Regions from separate parts of the Rattus norvegicus genome. Here region 1 is linked to region 2. The links are chromatin contacts, called in public Hi-C maps. All regions are on one chromosome and are shown on one strand. The core of a region is the stretch at or near the end of the contact, and the rest is flanking DNA. Distances in the headings are between cores, read along the strand shown.

Evidence for each region. Hi-C and Micro-C count contacts between places; a contact is called where the count stands out from the background.
Region 1: a Hi-C map of Schwann cells shows a contact between it and region 2, with 4 times the contacts expected there. The contact joins two enhancer-like sites. A contact is called at or near these places in 3 of 12 Hi-C or Micro-C datasets (the Rat2 cell line, Schwann cells and frontal cortex).

Annotation. Positions count from the first base shown.
Region 1 is chr9:99,894,613-99,897,617 of GRCr8, reverse strand. No RefSeq gene overlaps it. Among named protein-coding and RNA genes, the nearest start is that of Twist2, 74 kb to the right of the region's middle. Within about 2 kb of position 1,542, at least 7 of the 93 cell types and tissues checked have an H3K27ac peak or open chromatin away from gene starts, as enhancers often do.
Region 2 is chr9:99,773,256-99,776,147 of GRCr8, reverse strand. No RefSeq gene overlaps it. Among named protein-coding and RNA genes, the nearest start is that of Twist2, 48 kb to the left of the region's middle. Within about 2 kb of position 1,262, at least 3 of the 93 cell types and tissues checked have an H3K27ac peak or open chromatin away from gene starts, as enhancers often do.

The sequences.
Region 1 (3,005 bases), core at 293-2,792, 120 kb before region 2:
GCCCTTAGCCACCATTGGTGAGAATATAATTGAGCCCAGCCTCTGAGGAAATTAGTGTGAGAATTCCTTAAAGCAAACAGAAAACCCACCTCCTGGTAGAGCCCTGGAGGAATCCATTGTAGGCACATCACAGCGACACCTCCACATTTGTACCTTTTGCGACACTAGTCACAATAGCTGAGCTAGGGAATCAGCTTGAGTGTCTGTCAGTAGATGGATGGATAAAGAAAATGTGGTCCATACACACGTGGAGCTTTACTTGGCCATGAAGAGGAACAGAATGATGGCACTTATTAGAAAAATAAGGATGCAACTAGAGAGCATGTTGAGTAAAATAAGCCAGATGCAAAAGGACAAATATCATATCCTGTGTGTGTGTGTGTGTGTGTGTGTGTGTGTGTGTGTGTTTTAGAATTCATTATGGACATGTTAACCATATATATTTATATGGCCTGTGTGTGTGTGCATGTGTAAAACTGCACCACACACACACACACACACACACACACACACACACACACACACACAAAGAGGATGGAGACTGGAGGAAGGGAGGAGTCAGTGAGGAAGAAAGGGGAGGAGGACTGAAAGGAGGATGACGAAGCCAGTAAGGGCAAAGCACACTGATGCACAGGAAAGAAACTGTCCACACAATACCCACACTATGCACCATGAACCCACGCCAAGAACAACATAATGAAGGAAATCCTGAGCGCGTGCTTGTGGTGTTGGTGGATTCAGGCCCAAGGCTTCTGTACCGCCCATGAGGGAAAGGGTCAAGCGCTTATGCCCTTGCCTCGGGAGTTGGAAGGATGAGCTTGCCGTGGGGCTAGTGTTCCTCTGCACGGCGCTTGAGTTCTGGGATAGCTACGTTTAGCTACTTGGGGCGGGGTTCCAGGCAGTGAGCCCAGGGATGTACCCTGGCCACTTCCTCAACCCAGTCCTGGGACACAGGAAAGGGTGTGGTATGGGGTCTTGGGAAGGCTTCTCCTGTCTCGCTCTCAGACATCACTATGGAGACAGTGTAGTGTGTGGCCACCTGGAACCCGTAATGAAGGGCTGTTGTGGAGGGTTCATGTGTGAACTGGGACCTCATTGTACTTCCATACCGTGGTCCACAGAAGGTTGTCATTGGGCTGAGAGCATGGAAGGGGCAAGGAAGCTGGCATTGCGCCGCTATGACCCTTGTGTGTGCCCACAGGTACACACAGCAGTGAGAGTTGCTGCAGGCAAGGCAGGCCTGTGGGAGAGCCCTTCATCCTGAAAGACTACAGTACCTATGATGCTTTTGGGGGTGACTATGGCTAGGAACCCTGTGGATTCTGTATCTAATCTCCTCGCTGGTAGGGCTTGAGGATCTTCTCAGGTGGGTTCTCATGCTTCCTTGCTGAACTCAGTCAGGGTCAAGGACACAGGACCTCACAGCTAACAGCTTTTCTCACCATCCATGATTTAGAAGGGATCACAGGTCTCTAGGCTGACCAAGTGGTCAGCTCCACGTCAGTCACAGCATGGCAGCAGTTGCAAACTTTAGCCACCAGATGGCAGAGGAGAATTCATCGTGGCCACATAGCCCAAGGTCTCGGGCTGCATCTGAGCAGGTGACAAGAAGGGGAGGAGGAGACAAAGTGGGCAGTAGGTGGGAGTGGGTTAGTCTGACCTGCTGCTTCATGCATCATTAAAGGGTGGCTTTGAGCTCACTAAGAAAACTGGAGCAAGGACTCCAGGCTGTGGCAGAGGGCTTGGACCAAGCAGACAGATGTTCTTGGAGACACTATGACCTGAACATTGGCCCCTAAAGCCCTAGAATTGCAGAACGGGAAAATCCTACCTAGGTCCACACCTGAGATCTGAGACTTGCCCTCCCATCTCTTCCCTGCCAGTAACACCCCAATGCACTGTATCCTTCTAGTGCTCCAAGAGAGAGCAGCCAGCTGTCTGTGGGTTCCTTGGTGCCCCATGCTGGTGGTTTATCAGTGCTGGTCCTGGCATGACTGGGCAGCGTTCTTCTCAGGAACATCAACAGAGATTTGTATGGGGTATTGAAAGGAAGCATGAAATTCATGTGGCCAGAGCAAAGAAGTAAGAGAAACCCATGAACAAAGGGGCAGGAAGTGAGGAGTAATGGGGCCAGCTTCCTGGGTGTGGAGCACCCCTGGGTCTCTCCTTGGCATCTCCCAGAACTGTTCCGATGCTCCTCCTTCTGGAAGCCTGGGACGCAGAGGTGCAAATCATCCCTTCTAGAAGTTCATGTCTACTAGTAACAAAAATGGACTCGGGGCCATGGGACAGCATTGTGTCGCCTTCAGCACAAGACAGGCTCTACCTGTCTGTGTGACCACACATGCATTTGCCCTTGACAACCAGAGTAAGAAAGATGGTCTCTGTTCCTTGGGCTGATCAGACCCTGGTTTACCTGGGCAGGCAGGTGCCTGGGGTAAGAGAACACTTGGGAGGGAAAGGTGGGGCAGCTCAGTGAGGACCGCAGGAATGCAGACAGTGAGGACTGGAGATGCTCCAGGCAATGACAGAGGAACCTGAGGTATGGGTAGCTACAGTCACCTCAGAGCTAATCTCTTGGTGGCAAAGGGAAACGAGTCTACAATGGTATCCCCCGGTGTGGCTTGTTGATGTAGCTGGATGCTCTCCCCCTCACTGGGGAGGGTCAGCAGGGGTTGTAGGTCAGACTCTGACTCAGCTTCACTTGATGAATTTACTTTTAAACAAACCCCTCTGGGCTTTCCCCCTGAGGCCTGTCACATAAATTTCTATTTAGTGCCACTGGGTTTCCAGCCAGGGAGCTGCCAAGATGTTTTGAGAAGAAGCTGGGAGGTCAAATGGTCTTGTCTTAGGGACTGTGTAGATGAGATCTTGGAGTAGGGTGCCAGATGGGGACTTGAAAGGAAGGCTCTGACTGTGGAGCCATTTCCCCAGAACTCCTGGAAACAGCGGCTGCTGGTCAACCAGCTTCAGGCCCCTGAGTTCCCTAGTGTGTGCACACCTAG
Region 2 (2,892 bases), core at 13-2,512:
GTTGCAGAGAGTGCATTTTGTAATTTTCCTGAAAATTCAACAAAGGGGAAAGGCAGGGAGTAACATAGAACATGCAGTGTTTTGTGGTCACACTGGGCTTCCCAGCCTCAGCCTTAACCACACCAGACCCACAAATTCCCTCTGACATCTGCTAGTTTAAGAGTCATTTCCTCCACAAACCGGCCTGTTTTCTGCATTTTAAGATCTACCCTAAAGACAGGGACCTCCAGCTTCCTGATCCTTCTGCGTTCGAATCTAGATTGCAACTATCGTCTGACTGGGGATTAGCCCCAGCCATGGCCTCGTCAAAAGAGTCCAGGATGGACATAAAGGTTCTAGGTTACCCCCAAATATCTGTAAGCCCAGAGCATAGCCATGGAATGCCTCGAGAAGCCCAGGCCTGTGGAACACCCTGCCCCAAAAGGACACAGACCCATTTTAGGCAAGAGTGGTGGAACTTTCTAGCCACTGAACCCCGCTGAGCAGGTGCTCGGTCCTCCAGCAGCACAGTGCTTGATGCTGCAGAAGCAGCCCAGTGACCAAACTGGGGCCCAATTAATAGAAGGAGTCTGTCTACAGGATAATGGAATTTGTGTGCCTAAAGGAGGGAGAAATTCCAGTGCAGGTTGCAATATGGAGAAGACACTGTACTCCATGAGATAAGGGACATACAAATGATAAATACCGATGAATATCACAGGGTATGGTGGTGTGTGTGCCAATAATCCTGGAGCTCTGGATGCTGAGGCAGGGGAATTTCTGCAAGGTTGGGGTCAGCCTGGACTTTATAGTGAGCACAAACGCTTAAGAGAGTGTCTCAAGAGATCAGAATATGAGGACGTAAATAAATACCATGTGGCAACATGTGTGTAATGTCCTGAAAGTACTTTCTAGGATCAAAGCAGAATGGCAGGTTTCCGGAGCTGGGCAGGAGACCAGCAGTTAGCGTCGAGTGGAGATAGCTCAGCTCGGGAAGATTTCTGAGAAGTAATGACTCCTCGGAAATCATGAATCTGAGTGAGTGTGGTCAGTGCATTGAACTGTGTACCTAAAAATGGCTAGCATGGGAAATACCATTGTGTGTGTGTGTGTATGTGTGTGTGTGTGTGTGTGTGTGTGTGTAATAGATTCTATCACAATAGAATAGAAATAGCATTTTAACCTCATGCTAAACATAATAATACAAACACAAGAAAACCTGCATTTGCAACCTGCTCCTGAGCTTTAAAGTAGCCCCTACTATTAGCCAAGGAAAGGTGACCTAGAGTGTCTGAGAGAAGGGGAGGTTAGTGAGACTAGCTGGGGTCAGGTGTTGCATATATAAGCAAGGCTACTTCCAAAACCACCAACTGTTGGCTGTGTGATCTTGGGCCAGCCACTCTATTTCTCTGGAGTCCAGTCTTCCTTACTCTTGAATAAGACCATTTCAGACACTTTTTCCTCCAAGTTTAGACACCCTGAAACTTTAGAATTCCATCCTTTTTAAACTAAGGTCAGTGGCTAGTGTTATTTCCTTACTGCGGAGGAAAGCGAGCACTGCATCCTCTGCGCCGTGGCATCTCTCTGGCTTGCCCCTGCGTGAGCTTACACATGTGGAAAGAAGAGAGCTGCAGAGCCTTTTCCTAATAGAGAACACATTTCTCCACTTGCCTTTGAAGTCTTTTATCTGCGGCAAGACCACAAGGGGGCGATGCTCGCCGGAATCTTCCAGCACGACGCTGAGCACCTCCTTCAAGGAGGGGGCTTTGTTCCTTCCAGAAGTTAGGCAGGGTCTGTCCCTGGAGGCTCCAGGGGCTGGGGGAGCACCCACGTTCTCTTCAAGGGTTGAGCACTCATGTGGGGGCGCAGCTAGAGAACCGAGACCATTCGAAACTGGAATATTTGTGATTGCCCAACAGACTTCACTGAACAATGAAATATGGGACGTTTTCAAGTCAGGTGATTGACTATGCTAGAAGAGAGATTTAAGTAGGGCCATCGGCAGGCTTAAGGTCCTGCCTCTCAAAGGTAGGCTCAGAGCTGTGGCATTTTTAGACGTAGAAGCAGGTTTGGCTCACTCACTTCTGGGGCTTGATGTCACCTCAGTGTGAACTTCTGGTCTTCTGAAAGGCTGGGTAACTTGAAAACTGCAAAATTACCATGGAAAGGAATAAATATTGGTGTGCTTCTTGCTCAAACGTGGGACTCCTCTACCTTGGTGGACACTGAGGGGTTGTGTCCTGTGTCCTGATACAGTGTCTTCACTTGATGACACAGCCAGCTCTTGTGGTTGGGAATACCCTCCATGCCTTATTTCTTCCTTCAAGGCTGTCACCTGCTGGCATTCTGGTATCTGCTGCTTGCCAGACCCCTAAAGATGTCATGCCCCTGGTAACAATGAGGAACAGAGTTTCTGCTAGCGTTGGTGTCCTTCCACCCAGCATGTGCTGGAATCCTCTCTAATGGATTCCCAAGAGCTTCTTACATGTTCATTTTGACAATCTCTCTCCTTCCTTTTCCCATAAACATCCCATACACTAGTGATGTTACCTTTCCCAAAGGTACATGATCCCTTTGCCTGTGATCAACTATGCCCAGTGCTGCCAACCATCAAACAGGGCTGGGAATAAAGACCTGACACCACTGGGCTCGAAGACGAGTTTGTTGTGTTCACATTTCAGCCCCAACTTATGATACACATTTATAGACACCTGACTGTGAATTCCTCACTAGGCAAACACTCACCGAAAGCCTCAAGTAGGGGAGACAGAGTTACTAAGCCTCGGTTACTGCAAGAAAAGACTCAAAAGCTACCCTGATTGTGATAAATGAGTCTATGGGAGACAGACCCATGTGCAAACCAGTATGGAAGATACCAGTTACAGCCTGAAGCTTGGGAAGCGAGCTGGTACT